Regions from separate parts of the Oryctolagus cuniculus genome. Here region 2 is linked to region 1. The links are chromatin contacts, called in public Hi-C maps. All regions are on one chromosome and are shown on one strand. Each heading gives the region's core, a stretch centred on a gene start, on an enhancer-like site or on the middle of the called end of the contact. The rest is flanking DNA. Distances are from core to core; before and after follow the strand shown. Region 1 holds the start of CHN2 (chimerin 2). Region 2 overlaps CHN2 (chimerin 2).

Region 1 (6,585 bases), core at 2,275-4,774:
AGGCTCTTGATTGGCCTCTCTGCTCCAAGCACTCAGGACTACACCTGAAACCCAGAAGACACTCAGTAGCTGCTTAACGAAGCCCAAAAGGCAAGATCACATTTCACGTGTGATGGAAGAGACAGGTGTTATGGGTGTTGGGCTTATTTCTGCACCTAACTGAGCCAGTGAGTGCCTTCTTTTCCATTACTCCAAAGAATTCAGTTTATTGGCACCAAGCACTTAGTAAAAGCCTGGGGCCCTGTGCTCAATGCTCTTCACACATCCTCTCGTTAATCCCCACAACTCTTCTGTGAAGTGGGTCCTGTGTTAGCATTAGCTTCATTTACAGATGAGCAAAGTGAGGCAACACGAAGTCCATAACTCATCCCAAGACACTCACTTGGTCAGCCGTGGAGCCACAATTCAGACACTAATCCCAGTAATCCAGAGCTAGAAGGAAACCCAGGACCGGCGCCGTGGCTCAATGGGCTAATCCTCCACCTGCGGCACCAGCACACCAGATTCTAGTCCCGGTCGGGGCACCGGATTCTGTCCCGGTTGCCCCTCTTCCAGGCCAGCTCTCTGCTGTGGCCCGGGAGTGCAGTGGAGGATGGCCCAAGTGCTTGGGCCCTGCACCAGCAAGGGAGACCAGGAGAAGCACCTGGCTCCTGGCTTCAGATCAGCGCGGTGAGCCAGCCACAGCGCGCCGGCCGCGGCGGCCATTGGAGGGTGAACCAACGGCAAAAGGAAGACCTTTCTCTCTGTGTCTCTCACTGTCCACTCTGCCTGTCAAAAAAAAAAAAAAAAAGGAAACCCAGAATCACCACATCCTCACGTAACCTCCTTGAAGTTGGAGCGTACATGTTAACCCCTGGCACACAGTAGGTCCTTGAAAGTGGTGATTAATAGATGCACTGCACGAAGGGCCCTAATTTCTCAGGGACAGCCCAGCTGCCACCACAAAGAGCCTCTGTTCTTGCCTGCCCAACACCTCCCAGGTGTGAATTGCTTCTCTCCTCTGAATTATTCATGATCCACACAATGCTAAGGGTGCTTAAATCAGAGAACCACAATTCCATGTTTTTCCAAAGTGCCTGATTAATCAGTGAATTAGGCAATGTAAGTTCACGGGCTCCAAATAACACAATCATGTCCACTCTTGGAATTTCAGCCGTCACGTAATTCCCCAGTTTCTGTCCCAGAGGAACACAAGGCAGGAGCGAGGACCGTGGTTAGCAGCTCTGTCCTATCTGGAAAGCCATCACCATCAGCTAGGGCGTGCACCCTGCTGCTTCTACGCAAGGTATCCTTCCCAGGGCTGAGTCAGGGCTTTCAATCTGGTTCTGTAAAGCTGCATGAGGATCCAAAAACTCACCCCGCACGGCGGCGTTACTAGCGCCCCAGTAAGTCAGCCGGCCAACTTGTGCCTCTCTCTCCTGCTCCTACCGTCCCTTCGCCATCTCTCCTCCACCAGTTGATTTTCTCGTGGGCAGTTTTCAGGGCGGGAAAGCCATACGCTAACAAGTCAGCCAACATCACTATGTTTTAAGTTCAATGTTAGTCAACCAAAATGAATTGAGAAGCAGCAGCAGCGGTTTGAGGGTACTAAAAATAAGCTGCAGCATTTGCTGAGTTCTCAGAATTCAAACCACAGGCGGTCGACTTGTTGCTGCGCTTAATAAGATAGGACTGCTCTGCCCCCTTAGCTGCTACTGGCAAAAACTTGAACTAGGTTGTGAACCGCACAAGGCTGTGTTTGTGATTAGTTGGCAGCGATGGAGAAAGGAAGTGACATTTCCCTGGAATGACACCTGCCAAAGAAAGATAACAGATGGCTTTCCAATGATCACCTGGAGCCACACCACAATCGCGCCTCTGTCAGACTCACCCCACATGTAAGGTCTGATCAGTTTCGTGTCTATAGATATGGCTCCTTTTATGCCTGGCTGGCTGGCCAATGCCTCCCAAAAGGCGTCCCTGCCTTGGAGTTTAATTTGGGAACAATAAAAAGACCACAACAGGGCTTAATACGTTATTAACACATCGAGCACTTCCATTAGGACTCAAGACCTTCCTGCCCCTTCAATACTGCCTGGTACACACCAGCCAGCCCTTCAGGGCTTGCCATTAGAGTTCTCAGTGACCACAGACGCGGGGAGCCCTGCCTAATGCATCATTCTGATTAGAAACCTGTCATACTCAGGAATCGGAGTCTGTCCATTGATTCCTACTCCTTCAGAGTCGTTAGCTAATTTTTTCTCCAGTTAGATCCGCTGATCAACTGTAGAAAGGCTCAAATAAGCCTTCCCTTTGCTCAGCCACACTGCAAAGGGGTGAAATGTTCGCCTTCAAAGTAAAATTACAGAGTATCCTAAGGAAATGTCCAAGGAGAGTCAGTCAGTCAGTCTCTCTCTCTCTCTCTCTCTACACACACACACACACACACACACACACACACACACACAATGTAAAGGTGCCGAGTCAGGAGCTGGGTTCGACCTCGCTTCCCCAAACCCACTTCCATCAAGACCAGGACACCAGCCCACCCCGCTGCGACCTCCCACCCGTGCCTCAAGCGAGCGTCTCCACAGCGCTCATTTCTGAAACAAAGAAAGAAAACCAAGTCTGCGAGGAGCCAGGGTGTGCGCCCCTCGCCTTGGGATTTGGGTATCCAGGGTGGCGGGCGCCGCGCCGCCAACAGGTCGGGGGCGCCCCGCTTCGCCCTAAGCTTCCCCGCCCCGCCGGCCCCCAACTCCCGCGGCGCCACCCAGCGCGAGGTTGCCAGGCTCCTTTCGCCGCGCGCCTGCTGCGCCCGCAGCCCAGCACCCCGGCGCCCGCACACGGAGGGCGCCACCGCCGCCCGCCTCGGCTCTGTCAGCTGTCGGCGCCTAGGTGCGGTGGGCGCCGAGGGGCCCTCCGGCAGCCGAACGAGTGTGCCCCCCGCACGCCAGCCCCGCCGTGGAGCGCCGCCGGCCCGCCACAGGTAGCTCGGGGCGTGCCAGGGCGCGGGGCGAGGGCAGGGGGCGCGCCCCGGCACGGCCGCCGCGCCCGCGGAGCTGGAACTCACCGGAGGACACCGAGGAGCCGGACAGGCTGGAGTTGCTGGACGCAGCCATCTCGGGCGCCCCGCGCGTCGCTGCTCGCTCAGCCGCGCTGCCGGCGCCGCCGCCGCTGTCCTGGGTCGGCCGCTCGCAGCCTCCGCGGCCCCCAGCCCATGGCAAAGTGCTGGGGACGCGCAGAAAGCACGAGCCTCCGGACTCTGCCTGCACTTCCTGCTCCACCAGATGACGCGCTGCTGCCGCCGCTATTTATTTGTGGTTTCCGTCCCTCTCCGCGCCTTTGCGCGCTTTTCTCGGGGGGCCTGGGAGAGGAAGGTGCGAGCGCAGGGCGCACGGGGGTCGGCTGGCCGGGCGCGCGGGTCGGGGCTCTGGCCGAGCGTCACGGCCGTCGGCGCTACCCCGCGCGCGGCTGGGACCTGGGCGCGCCGGCGGCCCCGAGCCGCCCCGCCAGCCCTGCGCTCACCCTCGGGCTGGGCTCCCGCCTCCGCGGCCGTACTCTGAGCTGCACGGGCACCGGCGGCGGGAGACACACCGACAGCGCGACCTCCCCCTCCTCCCTCCGCCCCAGCCCGGCTCGCGCGCACACAAAGGAAGGAGCGGAGCCGCGGGCTGGTTCAGCTGCCGCGGGCTTGACAGCTCCTGCCTCGGGGGCTGGCGGGAGGGAAGCCGAGGGTGGGAGCGGCCCCCGAGGTGCTGGAGAGGCCGGCGGGGGCGCGGCTGCCGCGCCCAGCGCTGCTCGCGGGGTCTGAAGGCGACCGGGCGGGGCTGCAGGGGGAGGCGGTGGCGCCCGGCGACCCGGAGGGCGAGGGCGGGATCGCGCTGGACGCGGGGCTGGGCCGAGGGGCTCAGGAATGGCCAGGGCGGCTGGGCAGCGCGCCTTCCACTGCCTTCCAGATTTGTCCTTTGTTTTTCTGGAGCTGAAGACCCCTGCCCAGCTCCCCAAACACCCCGGAAGCCACTCCAGCTACACTTAAGTATCCCAGGCACGGACTGTGCCCGCCGGGGCAACGGGGCTTCGGAGAGTGGCCTTCAAAGAAACGGACGTCCTGAGTGTGCTAACTGGGGCTCACACAAAGCCAGTGTCAAAGAGATTCTCCGACTACGTCGGGCAGAAGAGCCTCCCAAGAGCCCGGAGACTTGGCAGAGGGTCTGACTGCACCCTTTAAGGGCCAGGGACCACTCAGGTGTGAGACAGACTGCCGTGCAAGGTGTGTGCCTCCTCCCACCCCCATTTAAACCTCAATTAATTTCACTGGGAGGAAGTATCACACAGATTTTTTAAGTCTGTTTCACGCTCCCAGCAGGGCAATCGGTTCTTTGAATCCTGAAGCAACAGAAAACTGTGAAATTTGAACAGAAATTGGTAGATCAAAGGGAAAAGCAAACATTAAAGGAACGAAAATGCTCTCATTATATAGCAAAATGGAAAGTGTTCACGTCGGGGTGGCTCAATTTCTGAAAACACGGCTAAAAGGACATAGTCAATTTAAAAATTAGCGGAAGCGACTGGGGAACAGCAGCCAGGTCCTGGGGGGGTCCACGTGGAGCTAACACCGTGTGGATAATAAATGTTAAGTAATCACAGTACGCACCCATGTCATGCTCCCCAGATGATGTCGGCCATATGCGTTCCCTGCAGGATGCCAGTGTGTCTTCCCAGTAAGGCTGCTTCTTTAAAGTGTGGCTTGCTGAAGCGCGCAGGGCCGGGCAGTGCCTGCCAGTGGCCTCGGACCGTGTTTTTCAGGCCATCATCGGCTTGCACCTTGTAAGCCGTGCTGCCTGGTCGCTTCCTCCATCCTCTCCCAACATCTCCCTCTTTTGTGCCGGGCAGCCTTGGTGCAACTGCACTGGGAACCCTTCAGGGAGCTGCATGCCCTTGACCTCTCTCTAGGAGCAGAACTCCCCCCTTCCCCAGGTCCTAATGGAAGGTGGCCTTGGCCTGCATCCCTGCAGGTCTTTCAATGGCTCGGCCCTGCACCCCAGCAGGAGTGTTGCTCCTCCGGCTTTGAAGAAGACAAACCTGGGTTCACACCCTGGGTCGTCCCCTTGCCAGCCGTGAGATCTTTAGCAAATGACTGACTTGGTGGGCCTCACCTGCAACAACAACAAAAAACCCAGATAAGGGAGTGTGTTAAGTGACGGTTAAATGAGATATGTACAAAACCACAATGCTCCTGGCCCAAAGTCCATGTTCCCAACCAATTGTAAATTGCTGCCTGAAGGATCCTGCCTGTAGTTTAAGCAACTTTCTTTTTATCAGGAGACAGCTAATCAGCAGTGATTTGTTCTACCAGGGGAAACAGCTCCTCCCTGACCCACGAGCTACACCTTTCTTGTCCCAAATTGAGCAACAAGTATAAGTTTCATTACTCTGAAGTCACAGAAATGCAACTCAGACTCTATTTGTGCAGTTCGGATGGTAGCATCGATAGCATTGCCTTCATAAGCTTTAGTTACTTAGAGAAAGCAAAGCATGGCCCGGTCACGTAGATGACTTTCATGATTCCAGACAACAAATAGGGGGCAGCTGTCTGGCTTAGCCGTGAAGACACCAGCCTCCCGCATCGGAGTGCCTGGGTTTGGGACTTGACTCCAGCCCCCTGTCCCAGCTTCCCACTAATGGCCACCCTGGAAGGCGGCACGTGATGGCTCAAGTAGCTGGGTCCTTGCTATCCACATAGGAGACCTGGACTTCATTCCCAGCTCGTGGCTACAGCCTGGCCCAGTCCTAGTTGTTGCAGGATTTTGTGGAGTAAATCAGAGGATGGAAGATTTCTCTCTCCCTCTCTTCCTCTCAAATAACATTAAAAAGGAAAGCAAAACATAATAATAAAGAAAAACAAAGACAAGGGAACAGAAGGGCACTTGCTGTGAAGGCACCACCCCAGGGCCGCCCTGTGCTGTACAAATGTAGCAGAAAATGAAGACTCACTCTTTTCTAAAAGGCTCGAGGCCAGAAGGCAACTACAAGGCCAACAAAAATGCTTGTTGAGCAGAAATGTGATGACACAGCAGGCCCAGCCTGTTCGGGAGAAGCCCCTTATTTTGAAGAAATAAGAAAACGCCAGGTTCAGAACTGAAACCTGAGGGTTGCTTGATCACTGGCATTGGTCAAGCACGAGCGATGGAGGAAACGTGGCAGGCAGTGTGGCTCGCTCTCTTCTTTCCTGGATTCAAAGGCCTAGGTCTGCTGCTCTTCCCACAAATGTTTCCCATCAGTAAATCAGCAGGCAGAGGCTGAATAGAACGCTAACCCCTCCTCCACCAGTTGGTTCCGAAACCTGTTTGTGGACCATCTGAAGTATTTCTCCAAATGAAACAAGGAGAAAAATAGTTTGCATATTTTATTCATTCATGTAGAGTGTTAAATCTAGGTAACTCCTACAGGCCAGAGGGCAAGGGATTATTGGTGCTACAGAGATCTTAGGTCTATCTGAAATCTACTCTGTTAGAAGTTTCTTTTTCAGATATTCTACTTTGGGATCAAAGGATACTTGTTAATACTTTGTTCTAGCTATGATTAAAACATCACCGCTTTGTTTTA
Region 2 (6,585 bases), core at 2,291-4,790, 49 kb before region 1:
TGGCCACTGGCCAAGCAGGCCCTTGCATCTGCAGAGGATGCTGGCCAGCAACTTCCCCAAATGACAGAGTAGTAGAAGGAGGCAACCAGAGCAGGCCTGTTCCGGCATCTTTGGATGGCTGTGCTATTGCATAAATACTGCATTACTGAAATCGGAAAATCCAAAATCTGTGCTTCTGCCTATAGCTCAGATCTGCATTCTCCAAGCTCCACCTGCATCAAACTGCTCTGTCGAGTTATCTCTGTTCACTGGTCCCTCTTCCCGGAGGGCCCTGCCTCCTTTCTGGCCTAGTAAAATCCCATTCATCATCCAAGTGCTGGTAAACATGCTACCACTTCCATGAAATAGTTTCTGAAGCCCCTAGGCATGGCAGATGCTGTTTCCCTCTGGTCTGTAACAGTATCAGCACATACAGGGGTTGCAAGAGGGCCCCCCCTAGTCCCCGCTCAGTTTCACCTGTTACAATCCTAACCTTCAAGGTGATGGGGTTATGGGGTGGAGGCCCTGGATGATTAGGTTAAGAGAGCAGAGCCAATGAGAGCATGGGGTTGGTACTCTAGAACTCCTTCATCCATTCCACCATCAGAGGCTACAGTGAGAAGACGACCACCCATCAGGCCCTCACTGCTCTTGGACTCAGTAGTCTCCCGAATCATGAGACATAAATTTCTACTCCTACTGCTTGTAGGAACCCAGTTCATGCTAGTCTGTCCTATTGGTGGAAATGGACTAAGATGTGCATTTAAGCCATGTGAGCTACTTGTCAGCCATGGTGCTGCCTTATCTTTGTCACCAGGGCACCTGCAAGCAGGTGCTCAACGGCTGCCGTGAAAGATAAACAGATCATGCTAATCAAAGAATATATTAACCAATGAATAGAAATGATGCCTATCATGGCCTTGGTTTGACCCCATAAAGCAGCTTCGGTGTCCTTCCCAAAAGCCTGTTCTAGTGTAGCAACTCCTGCAGTGAACAGTCTCTGAGACTCTGTCCACTCCACACCAGGGCCCATCTTCCCACATTCTTGTGGGCTGTGTGGACCCGAACCAGGAGAGGGACACTGACCTCTGAGCACCTCTGTGCTTCTGCCCAAGGCAGGAAGTGATTCTGTCCCTGAAACATGAATCCTAGATGATGACCTCACCAGGGTGTCACCTGTCCCTCTCTGAGCAAATGGGAGTAAGTTGTGTGCTAGGAGTCTTCCTCTGTATGCTACCAAGGCCTTGCCAAGTGCTGCATGGGTGTTTGTGAAATGAACAAAGTTCTCCAGCCACGTTTCATGAGATGTCTTACCTCAGCCTTAGAAACTTCCCGATGGAGAAAGAGATGAAGTTGGCACGAGTGCCATCAATCCGGGCATGTGCACAGAGCCCCATGTGTTACCAGGGGCCATGATGGAAGAGGAAAGCAGCCGCGGCTTCAAGCAGGAGCTATCCGAGATGCTCACAGCTGACGCAGGGGAAACCCTTCCATGAACTAAGAGGCGTGGAAGGTGAAGGGTTCCAAGCGGCCAGAACAGCAGAAGCAAAAGCTTGGGAATGTGAAAATAGAGACCACGCAGGGAAACTGTCAGTCTTTGTCATCCGCCTCCACTGGACAGGCAGCGTCACTCCAGCACTTGGCTCAGGCTCTGAGCGTCCACTTACCAGCTATGTGGCCTTGGGCAAGACCCTCCATCTCCCAGGGACTCAGCTTCACCACCCATCAGAGAGAGGCGATGACACCTTGCAGAATTGCTCTAGGAATGTAGAATGTGCACAAAGTCTGCCTTCAATCAATGCTACCATTTAGACGCAGCCTGGCCCCCAAAGATTCAACAGCAGTGTGGGGATATGAGAGGTTTGGGGCCAAGTGGAAGGTGGTCAGGCCAGCGGGCCACTGCCCTTGTTAGGGATTAATGTAGTTCTTGTGACCCCCGTTAGCTCCTAAGAGAACAAGCTGGCCTCTCTGCCTCATGCACTCCCACTGTTGTGATGCCACCTGATGTGAGGCTCCCACCAGGGGCCAAAAACCAATGGGACTGCCTGATCCTGGACTCCCATCCTCCAACACTGTGAGCTAAAGAAACCTCTTTATACATTACCTACTCTTGGGTATTTTGTTAGAGCAATGGGAGATGGACCAATGCAACAAAAGTATCAGGATGATGCTGATGACGATGATGAAGCTCCTTGAAGACAAGAGACCATGTCTTACTCTTCCTGGTCCCCACTAAGCCATCCTGCTGTTCTCAGATTCAATGGAGATAAGTATTTATTGGCCTAAATGAACCTCCTTGCCTTTTTATTTCTATCATTGCTCCTTGGGCTTATCTTTTGCTCTTCAAAGAAAGGTTTACAACATTTCGCTAGCCTGATTGGACCCTGAAGACAGTCTATAGACTATGGAGGCCTGAAACACAGAGCCTGCCCACTGTGAATTGACAAACACAGTAGGGACAGCCTGATAGAAATGTATTCAATCTATTGGTCATAGAGTACAAAGGGCTCACAGGAGAAGGAGATCTATGAGGCTCAGAGTCTTTCAAAGACAGGGTGGGCAGGACTGTAGTAAGCAGAGAAGAAGGGAGGCCACAGGCACTGCGTGTAAAGCATTTGCCTATCAAAGAAGAGCGACCGAGCAGGGAAGTGTGCAGCATGGTCAAGGCCTGTGCAGAAAACTGAAGACAGGGCCTGAAAAGTGGTGCAAGGTCAGACCGAGAGAGACCTGAAGGTCAAGATGAAGGTTCAGCACCTGTCTCACGAAAAGTGACAGCCACAAGTGGTATGGCCTGAGGGCATAGAACGCAAGGCTGGGAAATTGCTTGTAGACTAGAGAGTCAAGATTTACTCCCCTCTAAAAGACCAGAGCACCGGGCCTAAGGAAATTGTCTTTCTCAAGGTCATGTGGCTCCTTATGGACAGACCTGGGATGAAAACCTTGGCTTCCCGATTATCAGTCTGGATCTGCAACCCCCACACCAGAAATGACAACGTGCGGCTCCTACACTCCCTCCTCGTCCTTCACCCCAGGGAGTCATCTCTCAGATCAGGGAGTCCAGACTCAACCCTCAACAGTGTGCCACGCCCCACCAACAGGTGGCGCTGCTCCCAGAAATGGAACCCATCAGCCCTCAGCTTTGCTGCCTTGATAGGAAAATTACTGCTTTGAGGGATGGACCTTTGGCTCAGCAGTCAGGATGCCTGCATCCCACATGGGAGTGCCTGGGTTCAGGTCCTGGCTCGAACTCCAATTCCAGCTTCCTGCTAATGTGCACCCCGGGAGGCAGCAGGTGAGGTGATGACTCAAGTAGCTGGGTCTCTGCCAAGCACATGGGAGACCTGGATGGAGTTCCTTCACTCCTGGCTTCCTCGTCTGACCCAGCCATGGCTGTGGCAGGCACTTAGGGAATGAAATAGTGGCTGGATGATCTCTCTGCCTTTCAAATTATTTAATTAAAAAAAAAAAAAGCTTGAAGTTTTTACACAGAATAGCAGAAGTGACCAAGGGAGGCCCCAGTCACCCACAAAGTCATCCCATGAGTGCATCCCCCTGGTGAGCGACAACCTGTTTGCCTGCGTGAGCTCAGGCATTTAGTCTCCAGCAGACAAGTCCGGCTAACTGCAGCCACCCCTGCTTCGTCTGCCACGTTCACTCCACAGCAGTTTATCTTTCACATCAAAACTACAACAGAAAATAGAGGGGGAACCCTGCACTGCTCAGAGTCCTCAAATCCGTGGTCACACCACGCTGGAGGATGGCGGGCAGAGGGGAGAGTGGGGGGGAGGGGGAAGAAAATAACATATTAACTACAGACTTAAAATTAAGCACCACGCAGTGTTTCCTTTTCAGTTTAGAAATCACTAAACAAAAATGGAGAAAAAAAGTCAGGAAGTCCCCTCCTTAGCATTAACAATAGAACAATCCAGCGAGCTGTTACACAGGGCGACTTTTTTTTAAAGAGGCACTGAATGTTCAGGGCTGCCGGGTCCTGACTGCTGGCCCCACTTGGGTGCACGCTGGCGCCTATAAATAGATCTGCAATCGAGATGAACTGCAATTAGCCCCAGACTTATTTAAATGATAGAATTGGAGATTAAGGAGCTCTATTGGCAAGCACAGGAGTAGCAAGTGTGGGAATTTTGGATTCTCTTCCCTCCATAGCCTTGAGGCTTGGGGAAGAGTCTTGCTTCTCTGTTCGAATTTGTTTCACCCCAAGAAGTGATAACAGATACTGGCACATATTTCACAAGCAAATTTCTGGACTACTTTAAGATCCTTCTAATACAGAATCAGTGTAACATATACAAAGTAACATTATATCACTTATACAAACAAAACAATGCCTGCGTGATGGTTAACTGGCATATTAAAACCTGAATGTCAAAAATAGGTAATCTGAGACATCCTCATATAAACTATTTTGCTCATTTCCCCCAGAAAGACTCTCCATGGAATCCCTTTTAAAAGAAAAAAAAAGGTTTTATCTGCATTCTTTAAGTGATTGAATATAGGAAATTTTGACTGGTATCCAACACTTCAGGATTACACCTGCAACCCAAAGTGAAATGCACTTGTGTGAGGTGGACTTTGATGGGCCCAGAACGAATGGGAAATATCCTGAGATTCACCCCATGAGATATGACTCACGGGAACAGAAGTCACCATATTTTACAAGTTTTTTTGTTCTTGTGGTTTCTCCATAATATTTACCAAAAAAGTCCCATTTTCTAAAAAGTAATTTCCTCCCCATCCCATATATCTAAAACTAATTAACTGATTATGTAAAAATGGAATTTAATTACGAGCAAGCCACCTCTCAGAACACACACACAATATGTTTATTTTAAATGATCACAAATATGTCCCCCATTGTATTTGTTTCCTTGCTTGTTCCTTGAATAAATAACACAGGGATTAATAAAAATGCGCTTGTTCCCCTCCCTGTGGGAATATTTTGTAACACACGTGTAAGGGTTAACTTTACTTCCCATGAAAGACAAAGGCAAGCGTTCACCTGGAGAACTGCAATTCCTCTTTCCTTGTAGGAAGACCTGATCTTTCACTCGTCCTTTCTTTTCCTCTTCCAGGAGGAAAGTCAGAGCGACAGAATTTCCCACACTGCACTCAGAGGCTCTCACTACAGGAGTTTAGCTTTTAAACCTGTACCTGTGTGTATCCAAGACCGCTCTGAACACACGCAGACAGCCATCCACGAGAAACTGCAGTGCTCTCGGACCACAGGGCTATGTATTCTCCCGAAAGGTCTCCTCACCTGAATCCAGCCCTCTATAGCTGTAGAAATAACTTATCTAAGGTGCTCAGCATGCCAGCATTACCTAGCAGTAAGATGCTGGCTCCGACACCCACATCCCATTTCAGAGTGCCTGGGTTCAATTTGCAGCTCCAGCTCCCAATTCCAGCTTCCTGCTAATGCACACCCTGGGAGGCAGCAGATGATGGCTCAAGTAGTTGGCTCCCTGCCACCCACATGGAAGACCAGGATTGAGTTCCTGGCTCCTGGCTTTGGTCCAGAACTAGCATCCAGCTGTTGCAGACATCTGGGGAACAAACAAGTCAATGGAAGTACACACGCTCTCTGTCTCTCAAAAAGTGATTCTTGGCCGGCACCGCAGCTCACTAGGCTAATCCTCTGCCTGCGGCGCCGGTATCCCAGGGTGCCAGGTTCTAGTCCCAGTTGGTCCTCTTCCAGTCCAGCTCTCTGCTGTGGCCCAGGAAGGCAGTGGAGGATGGCCCAAGTGCTTGGGCCCTGCACCCGCATGGGAGACCAGGAGGAAGCACCTGGCTCCTGGCTTCGGATCGGCACAGTGTGCTGGCTGTGGCGGCCATTTGGGGGTGAACCAACGGAAGGAAGACCTTTCTCTCTCTCTCTAACTCTGTCAAAAAAAAAAAAAAAAGTGATTCTTAAGAAATAAATTTTAAAATAAAATGCTGATAAGCCAATTCTGCTTCCACCAAGACAATCCCTGACTGCCCTAAGAGAGGCTGCCGGGGCTGCATTTAATGCCTGAAAGAAGCAGGAGGGACATCCATGCCTGGCGTCTGCAGCGGGCAGCCACAGCTGAGTGTGCAGCTCCCACCGCCCTCTGTGTGAAGATGAGCTCTCTGATTTGCACTTCCAATTTTCCCTCCCAACCATGCCAGAGAGATGGTGTTACACAAACTCAACTGCCAGTCTCTGCCTGTCGAAGGGCTGCTGTCTGCTTTCCAAAGCCGCTGGAGAGGAGGCCAGTGACACGGCAGATAGAAGCCCTGCAGGTCAGCGCAGGGGCGGCACAGCTAGGGTCCACGCCTGCTTCTGTCACTTGCTGTGTGACACCAGGACACAAAGGTAAAAAGGGTTGTCTGATCAGAGGGTAGTCGTGACCATCAAATGAGCTGCATGAATGCGTCTGGATACCGAGCCCTTGGGGCAATGCCGGGCACACAGGAAGTGCTGTGCAAGGGCCATGTGATGCCCCACGTGTTGTATGCAGGGCATGGGGTCTCTAAGTCAGTGATGAAGGTTACAGCAGACTCAGTTGGTTGGTGGTTCTCCTCTTCACATACATTTTGGGAGAAGAAACAGGATTTGTTTCCTTCTCA

Evidence for each region. A called contact is a pair of places that touch in the nucleus more often than the background predicts.
Region 2: a Hi-C map of an unstated tissue shows a contact between it and region 1, with 2.2 times the contacts expected there. The contact joins the enhancer-like site here to the promoter of CHN2 in region 1. A contact is called at or near these places in 2 of 6 Hi-C or Micro-C datasets (skin fibroblasts and an unstated tissue).

The regions. Positions count from the first base shown.
Region 1 is chr16:20,754,676-20,761,260 of mOryCun1.1, reverse strand. CHN2 (chimerin 2) reads right to left here and starts at 3,524. Exons shown (of 13, transcript XM_070059690.1): 1 at 3,050-3,524. The coding sequence starts at 3,098.
Region 2 is chr16:20,803,421-20,810,005 of mOryCun1.1, reverse strand. All of the region lies in intron 1 of CHN2 (chimerin 2), which reads right to left. Among named protein-coding and RNA genes, the nearest start is that of CHN2, 49 kb to the right of the region's middle. Within about 2 kb of position 3,540, at least 1 of the 8 cell types and tissues checked has an H3K27ac peak or open chromatin away from gene starts, as enhancers often do.